4 separate regions of the Mus musculus genome follow, and all the other regions are linked to region 1. The links are chromatin contacts, called in public Hi-C and HiChIP or PLAC-seq maps. All regions are on one chromosome and are shown on one strand. Each heading gives the region's core, a stretch centred on a gene start, on an enhancer-like site or on the middle of the called end of the contact. The rest is flanking DNA. Distances are from core to core; before and after follow the strand shown.

Evidence for each region. Hi-C and Micro-C count contacts between places; a contact is called where the count stands out from the background. HiChIP or PLAC-seq counts read pairs in DNA pulled down with a chosen protein or histone mark.
Region 2: a contact with region 1 is called in a Hi-C map of uterus, with 6 times the contacts expected there. The contact joins two enhancer-like sites. A contact is called at or near these places in 7 of 484 Hi-C or Micro-C datasets (embryonic stem cells, liver, nephron progenitors and 1 more), 6 of 115 datasets of contacts at active chromatin or transcription factors (embryonic basal ganglia, embryonic hindbrain, embryonic limb bud and 2 more) and 1 of 9 other capture datasets (embryonic tail).
Region 3: a contact with region 1 is called in an H3K27ac HiChIP or PLAC-seq map of embryonic stem cells, with 2.8 times the contacts expected there. The contact joins two enhancer-like sites. A contact is called at or near these places in 2 of 484 Hi-C or Micro-C datasets (both in liver), 5 of 115 datasets of contacts at active chromatin or transcription factors (embryonic stem cells and stem cell-derived neural progenitor cells) and 3 of 9 other capture datasets (embryonic stem cells, embryonic tail and embryonic trunk).
Region 4: an H3K27ac HiChIP or PLAC-seq map of embryonic stem cells shows a contact between it and region 1, with 3 times the contacts expected there. The contact joins two enhancer-like sites. A contact is called at or near these places in 1 of 39 promoter capture datasets (liver), 16 of 484 Hi-C or Micro-C datasets (the G1E-ER4 cell line, embryonic stem cells and liver), 10 of 115 datasets of contacts at active chromatin or transcription factors (all in embryonic stem cells) and 3 of 9 other capture datasets (embryonic stem cells, embryonic tail and embryonic trunk).

Annotation. Positions count from the first base shown.
Region 1 is chr8:89,267,581-89,274,059 of GRCm38.p6, reverse strand. No RefSeq gene overlaps it. Among named protein-coding and RNA genes, the nearest start is that of Gm35542, 51 kb to the right of the region's middle. RefSeq lists an enhancer at 578-3,395. Within about 2 kb of position 1,514, at least 53 of the 459 cell types and tissues checked have an H3K27ac peak or open chromatin away from gene starts, as enhancers often do. A contact at or near this core is called in embryonic stem cells, liver, microglia and 1 more, where this site is marked.
Region 2 is chr8:89,567,386-89,573,796 of GRCm38.p6, reverse strand. No RefSeq gene overlaps it. Among named protein-coding and RNA genes, the nearest start is that of Gm26331, 19 kb to the left of the region's middle. Within about 2 kb of position 3,001, at least 21 of the 459 cell types and tissues checked have an H3K27ac peak or open chromatin away from gene starts, as enhancers often do. A contact at or near this core is called in microglia and uterus, where this site is marked.
Region 3 is chr8:89,000,361-89,006,931 of GRCm38.p6, reverse strand. No RefSeq gene overlaps it. Among named protein-coding and RNA genes, the nearest start is that of Mir8110, 21 kb to the left of the region's middle. RefSeq lists a cis regulatory region at 1-6,571. Within about 2 kb of position 3,396, at least 29 of the 459 cell types and tissues checked have an H3K27ac peak or open chromatin away from gene starts, as enhancers often do. A contact at or near this core is called in embryonic stem cells and liver, where this site is marked.
Region 4 is chr8:88,946,076-88,952,518 of GRCm38.p6, reverse strand. No RefSeq gene overlaps it. Among named protein-coding and RNA genes, the nearest start is that of Mir8110, 75 kb to the left of the region's middle. Within about 2 kb of position 2,413, at least 28 of the 459 cell types and tissues checked have an H3K27ac peak or open chromatin away from gene starts, as enhancers often do. A contact at or near this core is called in embryonic stem cells, where this site is marked.

The DNA of each region.
Region 1 (6,479 bases), core at 265-2,764:
AGCAAAAGGCTACTATGATTGTTAGTCCCTAAGTTAAATTTAACTGGATGCTGCTGTATTTTATCCTAAGTGGAGTGGGTGCATCTTCAACATTCTGAGGGTTCTGGGGCAGTCTCCAGGTGCCACTTTGCTGAGGTAGTTACTTACAAAATAATTCTGGTGCCCGAGTCCCCCCGTTCTGTTCTGTTTCCGTTGTTATGGCTGTGAGAACTTAAGGAAAGAGAGGCTGATTTGCACTCAGGGTTCCAGAGGGCTCAACTCATGTGTGCTTGGTCCCAGGCACAGAGTACTATTAGATTAAAAGACTAGTGGATTAAAGGACATGAAAGGCAGAAAGCTAGCTTCCTGCTCAAAGATTGCACTTCCCAGTGTCCCTTGTATGGTACCAGAGTCTTTTTCTCCCCTGTAAAGGTTGCAAACAGCTTTCTGTGGGAAATTTCTCTCATTCCCATGCATGCTGGGGTTGACTCATCTGCCTGCTTGGTGATCTGAGATGACCCTAATAAACATGGTCCTGCCTTTTCAAAAGGTCAGATTCGATCCTGCCTTTTCTGCCTCTCTCTGATGATCTAGCAAGGACTACTGTTCATCTCCGTGGACCGGGGAGCTGAGAGAGTAGTCAGGAAGTGGCCTAAACAACCCTAGTGACCTATTCACCCAACCAGTCCTCCTAAATATCCAAAGTGTGACCAAATAGCCAAAGTTTCCAGAACTTTGTGAAAGAGCAAGGCCAGCTGGGTACCATGTGTTCAAAACACGAATCTGTGCAGATCATTTTAACCTAAAGTAGTAACAATCTCATTTCCAGAAACAGAATTTGGATCCATTCTGTCACTAGGGAGTTTGAAAACTCGAGGGGTGGGGGAGTGTGGCGTAATTTGAAGGCAGGACCACTGTGTTAGCCTGACTTAATCTGAACCACTAAAGATGTGTCTCCTCTTTCAGAGGAGAAGGGACCAAAATATTTAAAGAAATGATGAGTTTCCTGTTAGGGAGGTAGGTTGTGATAGCTGCTGAGGGCATTATGGTTCTGAGTCAGGAGATTGCAGTGAGGGTGGGCAGGACAGGAGGGGAGTGGGTGGGATGAGCCCCCACACACTCACACGGACACCATCATTGTCACCGCCACCTTCCCAGCTCTGAAATTTCATGGTACACACACACACACACACACACACACACACACACACACACACACACACACACACACACACACACTGTACCCAGTAGCATTTAAAAAGGTTGACTCGCAGTGAGGTCGCGGATCAGCTGGAAAGTGCAACCAAATCTCCGGTCTCTGAGAACGTGCGGCTCCGCGACGGGTCCACGGGACCTCTCTGTACTATTATGGTCACTTGTAGTCAGTTCATCAGTATTTCAAAAGATAGTTTCCAATAAATTAATCCTTCAGTGTTGAACTGCAGTTTAGTCGCAGACGCAGCCTGAGGGCGGTCCCTTCCTGCTGGTGGGGACGAAATCCTCCCCGAGTGCAGGGACAGAAACAGCCCTTCCGACCGCGTACACACAAGCACGAAAGAAGGCCAGTGGGTCGCACCGAAAATCGCGCCTCGGCTGCTCTCTGAGGCTTAGGAGTTCCTCGAAGGGCGACGCCAGCACCTCGTCCAGCATCAATTAGCAATCTGTGAACTAATAATGAAAACCAAAAGCCAATTCTCAGCGAAAGAAGGTGCTGGCCGTGGCCCGCAGTGACTCTTTGTAGGTGTTGAACGTGTGTGTGTGTGTGTGTGTGTGTGTGTGTGTGTGTGTGTGTGTGTGTGTGTGTGTGTGTGTGTGTGTGTGTGTATTTTTAGATAAGGACTTATTCTGCATGTGGTAATTAGGGCCCCAAGGGGTTGCGATTTTTTTCCCCGTTCTCCCCCACGGGTTAGCTAAGTGGCAGGAGGAGGCAGCTCAAATTCCCACACATCTGGGGTACACAGATACAGCCTCTAATTTCCTGTCGGCGCCACTGGTTTCTTTCGAATTACTTGCTAAGTAAATGATTGTTATAAAACGATGAAGATTCGGTCAATCAAATTAACCCCTTTTGTCCATTACCTCCCTCCCCCAGCACAGTGGTCCCCTTCATTTGCCTAAACTCCTGGCTCGGGACAATGAGTTCCATCTCCCAGGCCCCAGCTATGCTCAAACTGGCCCAGTGTAACCTGAGCGAGAACCCAAGGCCCCCAATTGTTTTGCTAATCAAGATTATTGGCCCATTGAGATGTGAAGGCGCAGCCTGGCTGACAAAAATTGTCAGTTTCCCATGAAATAGTTCTCTCAGTTTAGCCTGGGTGCGGGCAACTATTAGCATATAAATGAAGATTCTCCCTCCTCGGCCCTTCCTCCTCCCTGTCCGTTCCCCCATCCCAAAGGGATGCGAAGAAAATATAAACACACCCCACCCCCAGCTCCCAACCCCCGAGGAGCTTAATCCCGCCAGCGTTTCTCCCGGGTCTGGAAATTTGTGGGCACCAGGCTCAAAGACTGCCTCTGGGAGAGACTCATTTGAACAAAGCTACTTTTAAAGCCATGGCTGCCAGGGCCTAGTCCCCTGCTGACTGTAAGAGCCACTAGCTGTGCTGGGAGGGCACAAATGGCCCAGTGAATGCCAGGGCGAATCTCCAACACAACCTTGGGGACGGTGGCAAAGCCAAGCATGGCTCAGGGGTCAGCCACCCAGACCACTAGCTGGCTGGACCTCCAAAACCGTCCCTGGCCTGCTTTTCTTACTCTGGTTTAAGGGCTGAGGGTCGGTTGGGCATGGCCTTGGTAACCTTGTCTGTTTTCTACCGGACTGTCAGGACAGCCTGACACACAGCTGAGCTAACTGAACACAGAGAAAGTCCCCTCTTCTTGTCTTCTGGTGTAAACTTAGAGCCACAAGGAAGAAAGGGAATATTTTATGTTTAAATGTCATGTATAATGATATATCTTTATTAGCTGAGTGATATTGGCATAAGCAAATCGCCAAAGACACAATGAAAACATTTTTGCATGTATGACCAAGATAAAACCGTATGTGGGTTTAGACACTTGGAGCTGACTTCACTTCCCATGAACTTGGCTTTCTTGGCTCCTAGGTTCCAGAAGCTCCCACCACGCCCCTTAAATTAACACTTCCCCATCCCTCTGCCTCCTGCTACCTGATAGGAAAGGACATCTAATTGCAAAGTGTTCCTAGGAGGCCCACAAGGAAGAATCAAGTCCCTGAAGTGGTCCTGGCCCGTGTGTCCACCCATCCAATGCAATCCTCTCCAACAAAACCACTGTGGACACGTGGGGCTTTGAAGTCCCGGAGCCTGGATCTCAGTGTTGGCCAAACTCTTGACGCTTGGAATCAGAAATAGCTTTGTTTTTATTTGACATGAGTTTGGGATTTTCATGCTGAGAATATGGACTGAGAGATAACTAGGACTTTACCATTGGCTCTATAGATGTAATATATGATTTGATCATTAAAAGTTATAGAAGCAAGTGATAGGTGATTTCTCTGCCTATGAAATGAGCCAAATCAATACAGGCTAGGTTAGATAAAGGCAGGGGAATTGGGAAGCTGCTCTCCAGAGGGTTCACTGGCTCCAAGAGTGGAGGCCAGGGAAGTCACCACGGGGAAAGAGAAGCGGGGGAAGTGGAAACAGAAAGAAAGGGTGTGCACAAAGAGAGGAAGAAAGAGGGGGGGCAAGGGAGAGAGAGGAAGAGGAGTAAAAGGAGAGGGAGAGAGAGCAAAATATCTGGATTATATGGAAGAGCCTCTAGGGGAAGGGCAGCCTAGAACCTTGGCTGGAAAGTTTAAGGTTGGGTGTGGGGTGTGCAAGGTAGGGGACTGAGGGATGCTGGGAGAACCTGGAGGCCAAGTCTGCTTTGATATGTAAAATATGCACCTCAGTCCCTCTTCCCAGGGTGGAAAGCAAACAGCAGTTTCTTTCTCTGGGCTTTCATTTGTTCCTCTATAAACAAGAGAAACAAGTTAACTCTTTGAAGGTCGTGGAAAAAAAATTACAAGATTATGTTTTTGTAAAGTGCCCAGGTTGTCTGGCATACAGCAAGAGCAAGCCTTTTTGTCAAATCACAGGGGAGGAAAATTTAGCAAAACTTTTTATCCCTTGATTTAGTTTGTGGTTGCAGTTTATAAATAGCAAGACCGTCTTTATTTCTTGCTAATGATCTAAATTTTCTTTTAAGATAAATTTATTGTTCTGGTTTTGTTGTTTGTCCAGAAAGACCACACCAGGCCAAACAGTTCCAAGTGAGGTTTACTGAAGGAGAGACGGGCAAAGGTGGCTGTGAAAAGAGAAGGGGGAACAGAGAGACAGAGATCAAATAATCAAAGGGGTCTTCCTTTTATATGGATAGTGACATAGCCACAGGTAAAGGAAGGAGGTGAGCCAAGTGGATTCTGAGAATATGGTGGCTGTTGCCTTGGCAACAAGTGTGCGGGAGGCCCTATAGCCTAGGTGTGATGTCACTGGGTTCGGAGATCCTGATACCAACAGGTTTCATTTCTGTTGCTGTGAAAAAAAAATGTCTTAACCAAAAAACACTGCAAAGACCACAATGAAAGGTAAGAGGTTACAGGCCTGAGCTCTGTTTTCATCAAACTTTCCCTTCCTGTTTTTTCTTAATTTGTTCCTAGCAAGGAAACGAATTAAGAGGACTTTCCTTCTCAAGGTCTTAGTGGTTCCAGTCCATGGGGTAATCTCTTCTGTTCCTAAACTGTGAGGAACTGACCAACACAGCTGAAGGGCATGAGGGAGTGAAGCGGCTCAACTCTCAGCAGCCAGGAAGCTAGGGAGAACAATTAGAGGAAAGGGGTTGAGTTGGGTAAGGTGCATTCTTCCAGGGCACTCCCCCAGGGATCTACCTCATAGTCAGCACCCACCTTCTACTGCTCACCACCTCCTCATAACCAATCATATCATCAATCCATCGAGGCATTAGTCAGATGATAAAGGCAGAGCCCTCTTGGTTTCCTCAGCCTTCAGCTCCACCAGCTAAATGAACTTTCAATAAGCAAGTCATCTGTGGGGATAATTCCTAACCAAACCAGGAAAGGCTTAATCCAATTAGACAGGTATCCTCATTAAAAAGAGGGAGTGTCTAGAAGTGTAGCCTCAAACCTGTTATCCCAACACTCAAGACGTTGAGATAGGAAAATTCCTCATGGGTTCAAAACCAGTCTGGGCTGCACAGTAAGTTCCAGAAGAGACTGTACTACAGAGTGAGATCTTGTCAAAGCAGAAAGAATAGGAAGAGTAGGAGAAAGAAGTACAAGGAATACGCAGAAACAGAGGAAAAGTTCTCCTTGGTAGCCTTGTGAAAAGCAAGGTAATTTGAAACTTTTGTCCTTGAAATTTGTGCTGGCTAGTCTTATGTCAACTTGACATGCAAACTAGAGTTGTCTGAAAGGAGGGAACCTCAGTAGAGAAGATGACTCCAAAAAATCTAATTATAAGGCATTTTCTTAATTAGTGGTTGTTAAGAGAGGACCACGCCCATTTTGGGTGGTTCCATCCCTAGGCTGGTGGTCCTGTGTTCTATAAGAAAGCAGTCTGAGCAAGCCTTTGGAAGCAAGACAATTAGCAGCACTCCTTCATGGTCTCTTCATCAGCTCCTGCCTCCAGGTTCCTGCCCTGTTTGAGTTCCTGTCCTGACTTCCTTCAATGATGAACAGCAGTATGGAAGTATAAGCCGAATTAACCCTTTCCTCCCCAACTTGCTTTTCGGTCATGGTGTTTCATTTGCAGCAATAGAGACCCTAACTATGACAAGTTTGCCTTACTCCCACAGAGCTATTAGGAGGCAGTGTTTGTGAGACATGTAATGTGGACTGTCAACATGAGTGGGTTGAGAAGCTCCTAGGTGATGAGTTCCAGTATGCCCCTCAGCTCATTTCTAGAGAGCTGTAAGAGAAAAAAAAAAGCTGACTGAGAGGAGAACCATGATGTAAACTGGAGGAGGTCAGTGGAACTAAATCGGACAGGGAGAAAGCTCTGGACTACAGGGATTCTTGCTCCATGCTTTCTGGCCTTTGTAGGATAAGATGTTCCTCTACCTCAAAAGAAATCTTTCCTCCCTAAAATTGCTGTCTTTAGGCACTTTGTCACAGAAATGGAAGTCTCGTCCTAAGACAGAGAACTGATACAAGGATCAGGGCCTGACTAGCTCATTGAAATGCTTTTGGAGTTAGTTAGTAGACAGAATTTGGAAAATATCATAGGTAGAAACTAGAAAACTTCTAGAACTTAAGGGGTGGTTCTGTTGACTAGAAGGCTGACAAAGCAAAAGGAAAATCTGTGCTCATGGGGTTCTAGACGAGAACAAAGACCCAGTCAGGAACTGGATGCCATCCAGCCGTGTTCCACTGTGGAAAAGTCCTTCCCTCGATTTTGTTCAAGCACTGAGACTTTGAGTGAAGCTGAATTTTAAAGCAATGGAATTATTGCTTTATAATTATATATAGCATCATAGCATTCAGG
Region 2 (6,411 bases), core at 1,752-4,251, 300 kb before region 1:
TTGCATCACACAAAAAGACAAACCTTTAAACTGGAACAATGGTCACAGAAAGGAAAAGTTTGGGGCTCTTCCAAAAAAGACGAGGGTTTGCCATGTGACAATTCACAATGGTGAGGTTGCTTACAGGTGACTAGAGGGGTACTTACCAGTGAGTGCCATTTTACTTGATGGGTCTTGGTCCCCGGGATGACTCTGTAAGGCCGGGCGGCTCCATCACTGGGTTCCCTACCTTGTGGGCTGTCCTGGAGCAGAAGGGGTAATAAAGGTGACCAAGCCCCAGACTGAATTTAGAAACCTAATTTCTGCCTCTGCTGCCTTGACCTCACTGCGTAGCAGGGCAAATTACTTTGTCTCTGTCAACTTCAGTTCCCATCTAAAGACTTGTCCTAGAGGGCCCTGACAGAGCACTGAGGTGAGAAAAAACAAAAACAAAGGAGAAAGCAAGAGAGGGAGTGAGGAAGAAAGGGAGGGAGGAAGAGAGATGGAGGGAAGGAGGAGGGAGCAGAGGAAGGAAAGAAGCAAAAGGTAAACAAAGATAAGAGAGGGAGGGAGACAAGAGGAGGAAACAAACAAGGAGTGAGTGAGGGGGAGGAGAGAGGGAAAGAGGGAAGAGAGGGAGAGAGAGAGAGAGAGATGTACTGAGGAAAGATGGGTGGAAGAGAGGAGCATAGAGAGGGAAAGAGAAAGGGAAGAAAGGAGGAGGGAGGTAAAGAGAGGGAAGGGAACGAAGAAGGGAGGGAGGGAGAAAAACAGAAAGGAGGGACATTTTGTGGCAACAAAACACCTTTGCTTCTTATGGGCAATTCAAATTTGCTTGCTTGGCTTGTTTAATCCCGGTAAACATAGGCTTAAAGTCCTGCATTCCTTTCTAAAAATCTAACAGTTTGGGGAGAGGGGAAAGGGAGAGTAACTGGGGAGATTAGTCACTCCAGCTCCCACCCCCACCTCCACCCCCACCCCCTCCACCAGCTTGTCTTCTATGAGGCCCAGAGAAACCCCAAGCAGGCTAGGAGCAAGCGGCCCATGGAAGGTGGGAATGGAGCTGTGCCTGCCCTTGCTTCTAAGCCTGCTTTGTGTGCCTGGGGTGAGGTGGGAGAGAGTTGGACAAGAAGAAACTGCTAAGATTCGTGCCCGCATGAGGGTCTTAAAGAGCCATTGTGGATAAGGTGCTATTCACAGTCACTTCGGGGGTGGGAGTTGGGTCTTCCTTAAATGGCCTGTCTGCTGGTCCACATAGTCCAGTTATGAGTGCTGAGTCTATCTCAGATTCCGCCCTTGGGATGGAACACCGGGAGTTCGTGGACCTGATGAATAAAGGCAGCCTGGTGTCCCCTTTCCCCTTTAAAGCCAACAAGAAAGCAATGGCCTAGGTCCCAATGCTATCTCTGGGAACTGCTCAGCTTCTCCGGAGCACACAGTACGATGTGAAGACAGGCCTGCGGATACCTTGCTGACTGACAGAACGAAAGGGGAAAGGTACCCCTGTGTTTGTACACAAAGAAATCCTACTTCTTGAATGCTAGAAACCTGGGCCAAGATCTCTGGGGACCTTTTACAAACCTATCCATCTTCCCCGGTTTACACACTGAACAGGCCTTGAGAAACGGCTTCTCCTGCGCAGTTTTCTCTCTACACAGTGTCGCTTGCCTACTCTTTATGGTTTTGTGCAAACAGGGCTGGCCAGCAGCCCGAACCCCAAGCGGAAAAAGGTTCTGAGCCCTTTACACTTTACCTAGTATAGCCCTCTGCGACCGGGGCGATTTAGGTGACGCACCTGCTGCCAGCAGATGGCGCTGCGCCGCACGTTTTGATACTGGTGTGCTTGGATGGCACTCATGGAGGGGACCTCTCAAAGTTTTGAGTGTGTGTGTGTGTGTGTGTGTGTGTGTGTGTGTGTGTGTGTGTGTGTGTGTGTGTGTGTGTGTGTGTGTGTGTGTGTGTGTGTGTGCCATTCCTGGGCTGCAACAATGTTTGTGGAATTAAGCAGTGATTTCCTTTAGTCTGAGCCACTCGTCCTGGCTGTGTGTTAAGGCCTAAATAATAAAGTTTGCCATACAGTGTGTTTTTTCTTCCTAGTGAAACCAGGAGTTTCAAACACATATGATGTCCTCACCCTTACTGTGTGGTTGTCAGCTAGCACAGGTCTGCATTTTCTGATCAAATCACTTCTGCAGCTTCCATAGTAGCAGGCAACACGCTTTGGGAGACAAAGAAGTGCTGAAAGAAAAGAAAGTAAGTAAGATCACCTAAGATTTTCTTTCTAAACAAACAAGGGAGTCCTCCTCCCCCTCCTCCCTTCTGCCTCTTCTTCCTTTTATTATTATTATTATTATTATTATTATTATTATTATTATTATTATTACATTTTTATCCCCTCCTTCTCTTCTTCTCTTTTATTTTCTTTTTTAAAAACTGGGCTTAAAAAAGAAAGCCTGAATTGTTAGGAGTAATATCAATATCAAGCCATTTTCAGAGAGAGAGAGAGAGAGAAGACTTTGGCTGCTTGAAGATGGGGTTGCTTTTTGTGACCTCTGGAAACACATGGACTCAATGACCATAAATAAAAAACTTGTGGAGAAAATGTAGGGACGTGGGGGAGAAAGGTCCAGAGTTTAAGGACCAAGTCAAACTGCAATGGGGTAAGGCAGATAGGAGGAGCCACAAGGATGACTTCCCTCTGCCAAGGGCCTGCGTTGGTGAGGTTTCACTATGTATTTAATGTTGCCATAAAATTCGTCTTCTCGGAGTAAACAAGGCCAGTCTGCATGCAACTCCATCAAGACATACGCAGCGTTGTTTGGGATAATGGATTTGATGGGAGTGAAAACAGTGGGGATTAAATGGACCCAGAATGGATAAATATAACTAATTGTCATCCCTTTCTATCCACATAAACATCCCTAGCACTGCAGAAAGGGAAGAGGGGGGCACCCTGCAGATACTCCTCTTAACTGACTGATGGCGCTGGGGCGGACAGAGTTCTAAAGACTTTCCCTCTGCCCTCAGTGAATTCGGCTTTTATGACCCCCACCCCCACCCACCCCCAACTCTGCAGTGAACACAAGAGCTGTACAACCCTGTTCAGAATAACTTCAAACTTCGTTTTCAACAATGTGGCTGGAACTTTTGAAGCTTGCAGAAGAACTCAGCTACTTTACACACACACACACACACACACACACACACACACACACACACACACACACACACTCACACACAAGGCAAAGCCTGAAATCAAACTTTAGAATTTTAAAAAGTTTTCATCGAGGGATCTGATTACTGCATGTGTGCACAGAGAGGGATAATATTAATGATTGCAATGGACTCTTTCTCACTGCAAGATTCGCTGTTGATTTTGTTATTTTGTCGCCCCCCCCCACCTCCCCCCAGCTGAGGACAGAACCCAGGCCCCTGTGCTTGCTAGGAAAGCACTCTACCACTGAGCTGAATTCCCAACCCTCACTGCTGATTTTGTAAATCGAGAATTATTGCTGCAAGCTTAGACAGTGCCTAGACATATACCTCGCACTAAAATACATCTATTTAAAGAAAGAAACATTTACATAGCTTTAAAAAAAACCTGTCACTTGACGCGGTAACTCCATTTGCAATGATTCAATAAATATAGTGTTTAACATTTGAAATGTATTTAAATCTGTTTTCACTTCTTTTAAGCTAAAGTTCAAAGACATTTGCAACCGAATGTCATTTATTATCAAGGCATGCTATTCATACCCGAATAGTGTTAGTATAGAAAAATGAAACTTCGAGTCTGTGAGTCATAGCAGTGTCTAAGGCTTACTCAGTAAAGCCAGCATGGCAACCTCTATCTGTGATCTCCGGAAGCTGATTTTTTTTTTTGATAGAAACTTAGAGCTGTCTTTCAAACAGAATCATCTGAAATTTAAAATTAGCCAAGGATTACAGTTTGCAAGAAGGCGTGTCTCCACCCCCAGTGTGAACCAGTGTCGTCAAAGTGAAAGGGGGAAGAAGGAAGGAATGGAGAAGATGTGGTTGTTTTGACACAAGGGAGAAAAGCTTTAGTGCCGTTTCATTTTTAACTTCATTTCAAATTATCTCCCAACCACCCTGGTATTTCTGCATGGAGATAATCACATCTCATCAGCTTGCGCCAGACCCGGCAGCTACGCAGCCAAGAGCTAACGTGGCTTCTCAGATCCGACCACTGAACACAGCTACAGCTCCGCAGAAGAATGGTGGGAACTGGCATGGCTGGATGCCCACCAGCCCCTCCAATATTTTGATTTTGTTTTTCTTTCTCTGGGTAACGTTAATTGTCCACAAGGTGTGTGAGGATGCCTCCCCTGGGACAAACCCCCAGAAAGGGAAAACACGAGGTTAAGAATGCATCACAAATCTGCCCCAGGGATGATAAGGATTTAGACTTGTTGACTAGCTGTGCAAGAACGGCCAGCTCGTGGATTCATGCACAGAAAACTGAAGAAGGCTCTTCTTGAGAAAAGTTAAAAAAAAAAAAGAATAAAATAAAAAGAATGGGTGTTTGGGAGACGGGAAGGCGATCCTGGTTTTAGACATAGGCCATCAGTTACTCCTAGAAACATTTGGGAATTCCCTGTCATTGAGCTTGAATGGGGACGCTGGGATGGTTTGTTTTAACACTGATGCATGGAAAATGAAGCCCCGCCCCCCACACCCTCTTAATGTTAGAAAAACTCCTATGTAAATGATGGACTGCCTTATCTTGATACCATTTGTCTTAACTTCGCTTCCTCTCACTTCAGTCATTTAATTTGTACGGCTTCCAAATCAGAGTGACTGTCATCTATTAGTCTCCTTGGTGACAGAGGGCAGGGGGCTGTTGTATTGGAGTTAATAAAGCAGAAACACAAGCCTAATTATTGGGAAGATAAACCACGCTGGCAGGGTTTTGTCCTCTAGGGTTGGAAGTCTTGGTACCCAGATATTTTGGAGTTGAGTCCCTATGCACAGGGCACACAGTCGGCAGCAGGTGGGGACACATGTTTTTAGGTTCCTGATACTGGTACATTTCAACAATCGGCATCCCTAGAGGGTGGGGTGGCACTGCCAGGGAGCAAACCTACCATCATTAATCAAATGAGATCTGTGCCGGGGCACGGGGCGGGGGCTCAGAAATGCAAGGGGTGAAGCTGGAAGAAAGTGGTGTTTTGGTTACAAGTGTAAGCATGTATATGTAAGCAGAGCCTGTGCACACATATATCGAGTAGCTCAGTGTAGTATAGTGAGCTGTGAATGTGTGTATGTGTATGTGTGTGAGAAAGAGTGTCACAGAGAGAGTCTTGCCAGCACTTAGACTATGGAAAAATTTAAACATGCATATATATATACACATACATATATATACACATGTATGATATGTTAGCATAGATGCAGTGATCTAAATGTTAGCGACTGAAACCTCAATTTATTGATTATTGAGAAGTCCAATTTTGTTTCTATAGGTTGATGCACACACATGACTATATGTTACTTATGCAAGTTGCTCATGTCTGAGAACTTGACCACCTAGATAGTTTTTCAGACATATTTATGGCCACTCCAATGTTATCAATGCTACTGTTGGCCTCCTGGGCTCCCCAACTCTGGAAACAGAGAGGAACAGACAGGAAAGTCTACCGGTGTGGATAAAGTCAGGAGCAGGAGGAGACAGTCCTAAAGAAAGAGGGAAAGGGGATGGAGTTCCTGGCACCTATTGCAGCTGCACTGCGAGCTGCCGCAAAGTGAAGGCTGAGTCTGGAGAATGATTCTATTAGTGTAGCTTTGTCCAACAAATATTAAAATTGCAAAGTAATTTGCCCATTTGACAATGGCTAATGAACTTAAGTACGCAGGGTGAACTTTAATAATTGAGGAAATTGTGCAATTAAACTAAAAGCCGCTGAAAATTACAAATAAAATTAACTCTCCGGCTTAGCGGGAGTGTTACAGCTTCCAGCATTGTGTGGGTATCAGGAAAGCCTGGGAGGAAAGGTTCGGGTGGCTGTGCCTTTCATTGTGATGACTGACCATAAAGATATTGACCTTGTTTTTCTTTTTTTTAATGCAAAGCATAGGAATAATACTTTTTCGCAACATGGTTCAGAGTGACCATGTGGTTGGAATTACGCAAAAACATCTCACTGGCAGGATATGTTTTAATTCTGATTTCAGGTTTATGATCTTATCTGTTACTACTTTCAATTTAAGTGGATTACATTCAGCAAAGATCCTTTTACCATCCTGGCTGGGCTGTCTCATGCTATTAGCTTGTCTCCGTTCAGCTTCTGGAAGCCTGTGAATACGTAAGACCATAAGAAGCCTCTTAGGTTCAACCAGGTTAGACTGTAGACACCAGATTAATATTTGATAACGTAGAAGGGCTCTTAATCAGCTTTGCTTATTTTGCGACAG
Region 3 (6,571 bases), core at 2,147-4,646, 270 kb after region 1:
GATTTCTGTTTTGCGGTTTTATAACACAATTTCAAGGCTGTTGTGGGCTTAATGAGCCGTGTTCTTATGATGTTTAAAAAGATTTGAAGCTATTGTTGAAATAAATATTATGGATTCCCCCCTCCCGAGGCCCCTTCACTCAGCCTGCCACTCCTCCTGGCTCGTCCCCTCCCTCGCGGGCGGAGCTGCGAGCAGAAAGCCGGGGGGCTGCAGCTCCGCCGCCCTTTGTGCCCAGATCAAAGGACCGGAACGCCACAAAGGCGGCCCCACTCGGCCGCGGCCACACACAGCCGCACCTGCAGTGCGGCCAAATGTCATTGTCGCTTCTGCGGGGCGAGCGCGGACGCACCTCCGAGGCGGCAGATGACTAATAACGCTTGATGAGAATTGATGGGAAGAGGCGCGCGGTGCCCAGGGCTTTGTATTAGCTGCCCCGACTTCCCCAGCCTCGGCCGACCGGCTGCACCTGTGGACCCCCTTCCTCTCGGCCTTTATGGAAGTTGACAGATTTTATTAACTTTAGGGAAGAACTTTCCAGCGTGCAGAGGGCCTCAGTTTATTTTGTATTCATGCGAAACGGAAACTGAAAAAGCCCTGTTTACATATTTACCGGCCCCACTGACCTCCCACTGGGACCCCATAAGTCACGCTCCAGATTAACTTTGTCATAGAATTGACTTGGGCGCTGAGGGAGTTGGGACTTGGGGCGTGGGGGGGGGGGGGGCGAGCTGCATGTGTGAGATATATTTTATCAACGAGAGAAAGCTATATTCAATTATCTAATATCGCTGAGGAACCCCCAAAGACTTTCCGAATAGTACCAAAATTGGAATTATTTTTTTCGCAGCAGGTGCGGACCGGGAGAGCATTTGCAAGCAAGCTGGGTAGATTTGCCCTGGGCTAGGTTACCCCATCCGTTCGATTATGCAAAAATGAAAGGAAGCAGTGAGGAACAACCCAACTTTAAACTTCACCCCCTTGGGGGCTTGGAAGTACCAGGCGGGAAATGTGAGTGTGTGATATGCACACATTTTAGCGGCTAAACTGCAACACGTTTCCAGGGGGATAAAGATATGACTCATTCAGTAAAGAGAAGTTAGTGGGGGGTACACTGTCAAACAGCCCAACACAGTGATTTTCAACACCCCCACTCACAGGAGAAAAAAGAAAACAAGACTTTGCTTATAGCCTTTTTAGATGCATTACTTTTTATTGGCACATATTCATTATGCAAAAGACTGGGTTTCATTGTGACATTTCACATCCATATATCATGTCCTTTGCCTCCATCCCACAGTGGTCCTCTTACTCTTCCCAAAGAACCTTCTTCCTACTTAATGTCTTTTAAAAAAATCTAGTTTCTGACTATAAGAGAAAGTAGATAATACTAGTCCGTGAGTCTGGCTTTCTTCCCTTAGCACAGTGACCTCCAGGGCCATCTACTTTCTTGCAGATCATATAGTTTTGTTCTTTATTATTGGGGGGGGGAATCTCTTGTTCATTGTTCATCACACTTTCTTTGTCCCTTCATCTGTCGATGGTACCTAGGCTGATTCCATATCTTGGCTGTTGAGAATAAAGCAGCTCCATACAAGATGTACACATGTCTCAATGGAACAGTGACTTAGACTCCTCCCGCTATGTCTCTGGTCATCTAACAGTTCTCCTTTCACTTTTGGGGGTTTGGTTTGGTTTGGTTTTTTTTTCAGACAGGGTTTCTCTGTATAGCCCTGGCTGTCCTGGAACTCAGTCTGTAAACCAGGCTGGCCTCGAACCAAGAAACCTGCCTGCCTCTGCCTCTCAAGTGCTGGGATTAAAGGCTTGAGCCACCACTACAGGCTTCCTTTTACGTTTTTTGTTTGTTTGTTTGTTTGTTTTGTTTTTTCTTTTTCGAGACAGGGTTTCTCTGTGTAGCCCTGGCTGTCCTGGAACTCACTTTGTAGACCAGGTTGGCCTCGAACTCAGAAATCCACCTGCCTCTGCCTCCCGAGAGCTGGGATTAAAGGCGTGCGCCACCACGCCCGGCTTTACGTTTTTTTAAAGGATCCTTTGTACTGATTTCCACAGTGACTGTACCAATTAACAGTGGCACCAGTACTGTATAAGGGTCCACCAACCCCACCCCATTTTCCCTCAAAAGCATTTGCTATTTTTTTTTAAATAATGGTAGCCATTTAGGCTGAGGTGAGATGGAAATTCACAGTAGTTTTAATTTAATTTTGCTTATGTTCTTAGTTGTCCCTTCTCCTTGGGATATTTCTAGGTTTTCTGACTCACGAAAAAATGGGAGTCTACCGCTATGAACATTCCTGTGATATTAACTGTCAGGTGTTGAGAACACAGCTCAGAGTCAGCTGGTGTGCTGTGTCTTCACTGCACAGCACTGAGCTTTCCGGAGCTTCCTTTTGTGTGGCAGACAAACTTCAAATGAATTGAGGATCATTTTCCCAAGAAACCTTTAAGTTGAGCGATAATAGAAAGTAGTTAGTAGAATATTACACTCTTCATTTGGGCAAGCAGATGGGATGCCTGCTTTTAGATTTAATCGGGGGGGAGGGGGGGGCTTGGCAGACAGGTAGGGATGCCATGTCTTTTAGTTGAAGTCTCTTTCTTTTCAGGAAAGAAAGAAACTGCTTAATAGTCAGTGCCTCCAGCACCCCACCCCCACAGTCAACTCCCCAGCACCTCAGCACTAGTAATGCCTAACTTTTAGTTCTCAGTCCTGATGACATTACAAAGTACAAAGGTCATCTAACAGCAAGCGAATCCATTTTTAACAAATCTATTACACTCTTCCTGTCTTACAAAAAAGGTAGTGTGTGTCTGAAAAATAAAACACAGGCTGCTTAAAACACAAAACATATCCCCCAATCTCCATTTACACAGACACAGACATAAATAAATGATTTAACAATCTGGGAGTCACGAGTCTCTGACCTCATGCTTTCTCAACTTCTTTGAAAAGATTTTGATATCAATTGTTACTCTTTTTTCCCCAGAAGCATAATACACGGTAACCTTAGCACGCACAATCTGCTCCAAACAGAGGGATACAGACAAGGGCCGTCAATGGTAGATTTTAATGTCCTAGCCAGGCTTATGTTACCTTGCTAGAAATGAAATCTGTCCTCCCCCTCCCCCAAGCTCAAGTCCCTGGACACCCCCATCGGAGATCATTTGTTATGCAAAATTCTGCGAGGCGTTCAAAATTAATTCACAGTGCTCTTTCCGCTCCGAGCCCCAGTTCCTAATAATGGGCTTTCTCAACAGGTGTTCATTGTACCAGCCTGACTTCAAGTTGCCTGACTAAAGGTTTTATTCTTTAGCCATTCCTTTCTTAATCTTGACCTTGTAATTTACTAATCGGCGGCAGCAGCTGCCAAGGAGGGCCCAGCTGTTTACAGGAGGGGACACATACCACCAAGGTGGCTCAGGCAGGGAAGGAAGCCCCAGTCACTGCTGACAGGAAAAAAGGAGACATTGACATTCCCCATTTGAAGGCAAGGACAAAGCTCAGGTCCAGACTAATCTACAAAGTACCTTCTTGTTAGGTTAGACTGACAGGTGGTAAGCCATAGCCACTTCCCTTTGGGATGATTTGGGCTAGCCTTAGATTAGGCATAAGTGAATGGGCAAGGAATTTTAACAAAGCAAAAAAACACTACCAGAAAAAAAAAATGCTGGGTCAAAGGAAAGACTTTTAAAATGATTTATTTTTTATTTTATATGCATTGGTGTTTTGCCTGTATGTCTGTGTGTCCGGACCCCTGGAATTGGAGTTACAGACAGTTGTGAGCTGTTATGTGGGTGCTGGGAACTGACCCGGGGTCCTCTAGAAGAGCAGCCTGTGCTTTTAACCATAGAGCCATCTCTCATAGAGCCCCTAGGGAAGACTTTTTAAAAGTACATTTGTCGATGCCCGTGTGCTAAATGTATCAACATCCAGGTGTGTCTTCTTTTGAGGTCCTGAGCGATGGTGTGGACCATGGTGTTGTCCTGAAGAGACTCCTGGACATCTGGCTCATCGGAAGCACTTCAGTGTCTGTGCATTGCAAATGCATGAGGCCAACTTCCTGGTTCCCAAACTTCCAGAAGTATAGAGTCCATAGTCCTGTCTTTCCCTTGTCGTTCAATTCTCTGGCCTCAACAATCCCATCTGTACAGTGGGTTCTCCAACTTCATTCTCCTCGGTCACAGAAAGTCAGAAAGCTTTGAGCAGGTGCGCCTGGGAAGGAGGCTGTTCTGGCTAGGCAGCAAACGGCTTGTGCTGTGGTTAAAGAGCAGCAGCCTCCTCTGCCACACAGCAAGTCCTGGCCTCTCACTTTGCAAGTCAAGTTGTACCCACATCTGAGTTCTGGACTGTGTTACAGAGCACATGTCTAAGGCTAGAACCAAACTGAATCCTGTCACCCAGGTGAAGATGGAGTCCCTGGGGTTAAGAGGACATTTAGGTGGCTGGCTTTAACCTTGTCCTGGCTCAAGGCAGCTTCCTGTGGAGCCAGAACAAGGATGGATAAAGCTCCGATTCCTGCTGGCCCCCAGACTTCCTGAAGGACAGTGGATTCCCTCATTGTTTACTGAGGAAAGTAAACACAGACTGGTAACTTCTGAGTCACAGCAGAAGTCCCCTGGGAACCCAGGACTGAGAGGAGTCTCCAGATGACAGGGCCTCAAGTACTTGTTGGAGATCACCAGTCCCTGATACAGACTCCAGGGAAACTCACCACAGGGAGCCCGGAGGCCCTCTGGACTGTGTTCAGGCAGAAGCCTGCTCCCAGCCTTCACCATGGCTGTCCCCTCCCCACAGCTCTCTTGAGTGCCTTCAAATGACAATTATAACTTCTCAAACTGCGAAGACCAAAGAGAAGAGGTGCAGTTCGCTCTTGGGCCACAGCACCTACCAGCCATTTTCTATTCGTGGGCAGAGGGCCTGAGTTGTGTGACACACAGAGACCTCCCTTGTTCAGCTCCTATGAGCCTTTCCAACTGTGGGAGAAACAGAAAGATTTCCTGGGCTCCAAAGATCACTCCCCAGCCTTCCCTCACTTGGTGTAGGAAGCTAGCACCATATGATTTAAACCAGAAAATGCGCTTTGTCGGGAGGGCTCGGTGAGTAACTATGTAAGGTGGACACTGTAGCAAGGCATCCCGAGGCGGATCTAGTGGGAGATGGTGTACCAGATGATTTGGGCAGCTTGCGGACTCTGGTTAGCACATCTGGAAACACCCGCTGCTGTAGGCCTGGAGAGGTGAGCCTCAGGACGAGGGTAGTTTCCAGTCACCACTAGGTACGATTGACTTATGCATTTTACAGATTCATCACAAATGGATGGCCCTAAGCAAGATGGCTTGCCATTCTTCTGACTGATAAGGAAGCTAAAGCCCAGAGAGGGAAAGACTCTCACTCAAGGTCACACAGCAATTTCTAAACAAGGCTTGTAGCTCAGAGGGATGGATCCATCTTTTGACCTACTAATATTTTGAATTATTACATTCATAGCAGAGAAACATGCTCTCATGTGCCTGAGTTTGCTTTCTGCAGGTTCGTTTGAACACCCAGTTTCATCAGCAACGGAATAAACAAATGGCTAACCTGAAGCTCTCAAATTGAAGAAGCATGCCCGGAGGAGGATCTGAGAGAGCCACACTGCTGTTGCTCTCCCAGAACCCCTGAGAAAGGGTGTTGTTTAGAAAATAGAGGTTTGTGTTTACCTCCATAGAAGCTTAAAAGCATGGGACTGGTACCTTCTTGGCTTCTGTGGGGACCTCATGCTATATCAGTGTAAGTAGGAAGCACGGGAGCAGGGTGAGAATGCCATTCAAAGAAAGAGGGCTTGTCCTGCACCCACAGGATATGGAGTCTGGCCACAGCAGAGGAGGGCAGGGAGGCGGTGAAGGAGAAAGGAAATAAAGAGAGGGACAGAGGGAGGAGGAGGGTTTTAATGGAGGAGTATTTGGGTGGGGAGAGAGAATCCAGAACTATAGATGATTGAAGCTCATGTGTTCCACCAGGCCTGTGAGGCAGGGGGTTGCCTAAAGTTCCCTGCATGTGGTTCCTTGGGCCTCCCCGCTGTGCTCTTAGTAAGTGGTAGAGTCAGGGTTTGAATCCTGATCTTGCTACACCACAGTGGCATCCTTGCTGATGCTGAAAGCATGGCGGGCATCTTGCTTTTCCCATTTGCACCAGGCTGTGCTGTGCTCGTGATTGCAAAGCTGAGTTCCCGCTTACTGTTTTTCTTCTCTCTTCAATGCTAGGGAAGGAACAAGTGGCTTTGTGTGTATTCTATGCAGTAACTCTACCACTGTGCCTCAGCTGAAGCTAAGGCCAAGGACGGGCTCATCCCCTGTTCCTGGCGGCCTCTGCTGCACTCAGCTCAAGACGCTTCCCAAAGGCAACGTGTGTATGTCACTGAAGGTAGTATGCGGGGTTGCCAGAAGTCTCAGAAATGACTTCACCCAGGCCAAGCACTTTCTCCACTAGCATACAGAAATCTTTCCAAAGAACTAACCTTTCCTAATAAAATAATCTCAATAAGACATTTCAGCAGGGGAATTATTAGATATTAATTCA
Region 4 (6,443 bases), core at 1,164-3,663, 320 kb after region 1:
AACAACCCTAACTAATTGTAGCTGTAGCAGCGCCACGCCACTCACAAAAGTGAAGGCCAGGGTCTCTGCCCAAGGGTGTGGCCACATGATGGAGTATCCTTCAGCTCTTTGAAACGGGCAATGCTGCCATTTGTGGTAACTCGCATCAACATTAAAGGCAACACGCTAAATTAAACAAACCATTCACAAAAGGACAAATCTTTTAGGAGCCCACTTACCTGTGATACCTAGAATGGTCTGACACACACAGATGAGAGGCACAATGCTGGTTGCCCGGGGCAGGAAGAGAAAGAATAGGCCATTCTCTTATGGGGACAGAGTTCCAATTGGGGGGGGGGGGTGTTAGAAAGTTGTCTCTTATCAGTGAAGCACTTTCCTTGTGAGTGTGGGGAACTGAGTTTGAGATGCCTGTCTCAATAAAAAGGTGACTGTTCCCCAGGAAGCAACTCATGAGGTTGTCTTCTGACCACTACACGATTCTCACCTAGGTGCGGACCCATGAACACGTGCACACAGGCAAACACACACAGAGAACTGTGTGGCCGGTGGTATAGTTGCCAAGCAACGAGACGAGAATAGTGCACTTAAAATTGGTGACTGTAGCTACATGCATATTTCACCACAACCAACATGAGAGCAAATTTCAAAAATACGAATTACTCACCCTGGGAATGTCAGATTAAAAATAAACATATGACTAAAGAAGACACGCTGCGGGACCAGGTGGCTTGAGTCAAGGTACACTGGAGCCTGTGAGTATCGGGCTCCCACCACGCCCTCCCTGCTTCTGAGGGAGAAGGCATGCTGGGATGGATGGCCAGGCTCCGGGCTGACTTCCTGTTCTGTTGCCCTCTCCCCCTGCGTATTAGCTTCGCCATCTTTGGCCCTTGCGTCTGGGCATCAGAGGAGCCTCCTCTCAAGGAACCCAGCATCCCCCTCTCCCTCATTTGCTGGTGGGGGACTAGAGAGCTTTCTGACTTGGCCTTGGTAGATGTTGGCTTTCTTTTTTGAGGAAAAAAAAATAAGGTTTTGTCTTGTTATTTTGAGATAGGTTCTATGTTGTCCGCGCTGGACTCACTGGAATCACAAGTGTGTGCCGTCATACCCTGCCTTGCATGCGTTTTGAAACAAAGCCAGGCAAGTGTGTGACCTGTGTAGTGTGGAAGAAAGCGTTTGTCTGACTGTTACGTCAGAGCTTTGAGATCCAAGCCTGGTCAGCCACCGTGGTCTCACCCTTCATTCACTACCGCCTTCTGTTTTCTGTGTACCCAGGAAAGAAAGCACTCCCAGCTTTGATCAGCATCTTAGTTAAGGTCTCTCTCTCTCTCTCTCTCTCTCTCTCTCTCTCTCTCTCTCTCTCTCTCTCTCTCTCTTTCTCTCTCTCTCTCTTTCTTTTTGGTTTTTCGAGACAGGGTTTCTCTGTGTTAGCCCTGGCTGTCCTGGAACTCAGAAATCGCCTGCCTCTGCCTCCCAAGTGCTGGGATTAAAGGCGTGCGCCACCGCGCAGCTTAGTTGAGGTTTCTATTGCGCTAAGAAAACACCATGGTAACCTCCTCCTTTGGGGAGGAAAGGATTAATTTCCCTGACATTTCTATATCACGGTCCTTTATTCAAGGAAATCAAGACAGGAACTCAAGGTTGTAGTGTGCAGTTATAAAAATCAATCCACACTATGGCTGGCGAGGCACCGGCAACGGCGGTCTCTCCGCGCCCATGGCTATCCCCATTTTGGCTTGGAAACGGCAGCTAACCGCAGGAACCTGGGCAGACCGCCGCGGCTTGGGGCTTTCCTTGGGTGTGGGAAGACCGCCGTTGCCGTTGCCGTTGCCTAGCCGGCCATAGCATGGATTGACTTTTATAATTACACGCTACAAAGGTAAGGGAGGTGGAACGGAGGCCATGGAGGAACACTGCTTACTGACTTGCTCCTCGTGGCTTGCTCAGCTTGCTTTCTTATGTGACGTGGCACCCGGCACTGTCTGCAACGAGCCTTCCGCATCAATCGCTAATTACGGAAATGCTGTAGACTCGCCAAGAGGCAAATCTTATGGACACACTTTCTCAATGGAGGGTCCTTCTTCCCGAATGACCCTAGTTGTGCTGAGAGGACCTTAAATTTACCAGGGAAACAGGAAAATTTGGGAGCTTGAGACTCTTCAAGCTACCAGGCTTAAGGAAGGTTCTGGGGTATAGCTCAGGGCCAGAAGAAAGCTGACCTGCTCCTTGTCTGCTGTGGAGCTTCCAGGAAGAAACTGAGATATATGTCTCTGGCTCTGGATCTGGGAGGCTGGGGGTGGGGGGGTATAGGGCAAGTGTCAGGTGTTAGGGTGTGGGAGCTTACGCAGGAGGAAGAGGGCCTGTGGCGAAAAGTCAATTGCCGAAAGCGTCTCTTGTATACTGGAGACTCCTCATTGGCTGGGGAGGTGGCCAGTGAGTCAGGCAAGGAGAGAGAGTATCAACCCTGGAGCCCAGTGGCCCGAGTCTTAGAATCTGTCCTGCCATTTACTGACCTAAGTCAGTTCCCGGCATCCATTCCACAAAAGCCAGCTGCTTCAGGAGGCGCTGAGAGCTCTGCTCTTGTCAGCCCACCATCAGTGCCTGGCGCACCTGAGGCAGATGGCGGAGCACAGGCTCCTCATTAGAGCAGCACTGACCTAAGGCTTACAGGCCTGGGCAGCTCTCTGCCCCTCGGGTGGGAGCCTCTGGCCTACTAGAAACAGAGCTGAGGGGCTGGCTTGGACCAGCTGGGAAAGAGGTTATGAAATAATAATCAAGGCAGCTGTGCCCTGAAGATGTTCTAGAAGGCTCTCTCCTTCCTTCCCTGGTTAGCCATGATGAGAAGTCAAGAGGAAATGGCGGACTTAGTAAATCAACTGGGGATGCGGCGGGCAAGAAAATTTCCTTTGAGGTCAGTCTTCAGTTCAGACTGCCTCTCTAGCTGTGTGGCTCTGGGAGAGTTGTTTAACCTCTCTGAGCTTCAGCTTCTTGCCTATCTCTAATTGACACATAATTAGTGTGCATATTTTTGAGGCAGGGTAAAACCCTTCAACACATTGTGCAGTGATTGTCTGGGGAACCTCATCCATCCCCCAGCCGTCGTCCTAGCTGTCCTGAGACCCACAATCACAGTTCGCTCCAGTTGTAACTGAGCTGTGGAGCACCAGCTCCCTCTGCCCTGTCCTGTCCTCAAGTCCTTAGCAGGCACTGGGCAACAGGACGTTTCCGTGATCTCTGTGCTCCGTGGCTGTAATCCTTCGAGTCACCTCATCTGTCACCTGGGACGGTGCCACAGCCCCTATTAATACAGCCACACGTGGCAGTGCTGTGCTCGGGTGCCACGCTCTGGCTGCCTGTGCGGGCACAGGGCCTATTTTTAGCGCGTTATGTCTGTAATTATGTAGTTTCGCTGCCTTGCAAATGCGTATCTGCTCTGGGGAGAGGTTACGCTTCCGTGATCTGTTATTTTTGATAGGGCAAGATGTGCAAAGTCTCTTTGAAGCCGTGCCTCCCTCCAGCCCCAACTACCCTGAAAACAGTTCTGGGAATTCCTGGTTGCCAATCAGTCAGCAACCATTGTAACATTGGCGTATCAATGGGGCAGACACTAGCTCTGTTCCCTGGGGTCAATTCAATCTGTTTATAATTTTTGATCAATCTATAGTTTTCGAAAGTCGAGGATTCCTTTGCGGGACTGGATCTTTGAGGGATCAACAGAGTGTGGGTGTCAGCAAGATGGGGAGTGAGCTCCCACGCGAGCCACAGCTCTAGCCAGGAAGGGCCTTCAGAGGGATTTTTGACTCCAGAGGAAAGAGAGTGGGCAATGTAGGGGTCAGCCCAGGTGAGACAGAGCTGGGCGGAGACTTGGCTGGAGCAGGGGCCTGGTGGCCCTCGCTGTGACAGATTAGGAGATTAGAAGCTCTCTAGAGCTTGAAACTCTGCTCTAGGTCAAAGAGCATCTGCTTGTAGGAGGAAGGCATGATCCGAGGCCCTTCAGCAGGGCCCAGCCAGGCCTGCAGGAACCCAGAGATAAAAAGGAACCTCAGAAGTGAGTCACCCAGGGAAAGCAACACTGTTCACTCAGTCGCTCATTCTTTCACTCGACAAACCTGCACAGCACAACCACTGTCTGGTTGCTAGAGACAAACCTTCACAGCACATCTACTGTCTGGCTACCAGGGAGACATCAGAACGTCCAGTTTGCTCACACAGTAACTCCTGCCTCCCACAAATTAAGAGTCCTGAGGGCCCTCATTCCTGCAGAGCAGAGACATAAGTGCAGGTCCTGCCAAAGCAGCTGAAGTTCATGGCCGGGACTCTGGTGGTGGTCTCTGCTGGGTAAATGTAGAAGGGAATTCAGGGTCCCTCAGACTCCTCACAGTCCTGGGCTCACTGAGGAGACACCAAGTGACCACGCTACTGTAAGAAGCCTTACCACCAATGGTGGAAAAGCCACAAGACTGCCAGACTCACAGCTCAAAAGATCAAATTCTCCATGCAGAGGCGTGGGACGGATGGTGACAGCTGTGGTGGCCTGTGGACAGGATTCACAGGTCCATTTGTGTCTCTACCTCTATCCTTTATCCAAACACATCTGTTGCCTTTCTTTGTTACATACAACAGAGGTTTAAGTAGAGACCATAAGGGCACATGAGAAGAAGAAAAGAGAAGTCTGCCTGGACAGCATCTCTTACTAACACAGTACTGTCCTTATTAACTGTATATATTTTAAATACAGAATAGGGACTGTAACTTTTGGTGTGTGTGTGTGTGTACATGTGTAGAACCCAAAGGCCAGCCTCAAGTATCATACTTTATAATCTATAAAAAATAAAATGTCTGCTTTGCTTTTTGAGGCCTGGCTTGTCATTTAGACTGAGCAGGCTGGCTACGTAGCCTCAGGGATCTGTGTGTGTTACCGCCCATCAATGGGATTATAAGTGCTGAGTCATCATACCTTGCTTCTTTTTTTTTTTTTTTTTAATATGGCTTCTGGGGATTAAATTCATGTCCTCGAGCTTATACAGTAAGTATCCTACCAACTGAGCCATCTCCCCCAGACTCCCCCTCCCCCCTGCTTGTTATTTATTTTTGAGACTGTGTTTTAATTATAACACTTCTTTCTCCCTCCACACCTTCCCATACAGCCCCTCTCCCCACTCTCCTTCAAATTCACAGCCTCATTTTTTTAATTAGTTGTCATTGTATGCATATATGTCTTTGTATATATTTATCCACTCCTAAATATAACCTGTTGAGTCTATACAATGTTACTTGTATATATGTTCTCAGGCTCTTTGGCACTGGACAACCAACTGGTATGCTCTTTTCTAAGAAGAGCCATCTGTCCCTCTCAGGTTTAATTAGTTGCCTATAGTCCTTTATGTGGGGTTGAGGCCCCATGGGCTTCCACCTTGTATACCTAAGCATGTTTCTTGGTGCCCTCTTTGTTCAGCTCATGCTTGGGTCATGTTGGTGAGATTTGACATGTATAGCTTCTGGTGTTAGTAGGAGACACAGACTCACAACTAACTTCCAATCTTTCTGCTCTGTTTTCCATGGGGCATGGAAAGTGTAGGAGTGTTTAGTAGGTAGTAGTAGTCCATTGGGACTGGCCTCACAGCTCTGCCTAGCTTTTGGCTGTGATTTTCTGTGGTGCTCTCTGTCTGCTGCACAGAGAAGTTTCCTTGGTTAGGATGGGAGACTGTATATATGTGTGGGTCTAAGGACAGATGTTTACAGATTGCTGTTAGGCTTATGCTGGTTGAGTAAATGAGTTTTGTAGCCTTTTCTCCAATAACTATAACTTCACTAGTACTGAAACAGTTAGCTAGGTTTCCTGTCTCGGGCATGGTCTCCCTCTTGTTGAATGGGCCTTAAGTCCAATCAGAGAGCCATTGGTTTCCACGAAGGTATGTGTGACACTGCTGCACCTGTAGGTTACTGTGCCATGCTTGTCCTTGATGTGGTTCGTAGGCACCATGGCTAGGTAGGAGTGTTGGTCGCTTCGTTCCTTTGGAAGCTTATGTGTTGCCTTCTGAACCCAACTCCCTTTTAAAATATTTTTATTTATTCCTTAATAATTTTAATATATATATACATATATATTTATGTATTTATTTTATATATGTGAGTACACTGTTGCTGTCTTCAGTCACACCAGAAGAGGGCATCAGATCCCATTACAGATGGTTGTGAGCCACCGTGTGGTTACTGGGAATTGAACTCGGGACCTCTGGAAGAGTAGTCAGAGCTCTTAACCACTAAGCCCTCTCTCCAGCCCCCGCAAAATATATTTTAATCATATTCTTTCCCCTCTTTTAACTCTACCCAGATGCCCCCACACCTCCCAATTTTATGTTTTTCTTCCTTTTTCTCTCTTAAAAAAAAAATTGAGTCCAGTTGTATCGGTCAGCTACTCCTGAGCATGTGGTCTGCCCTGGAAT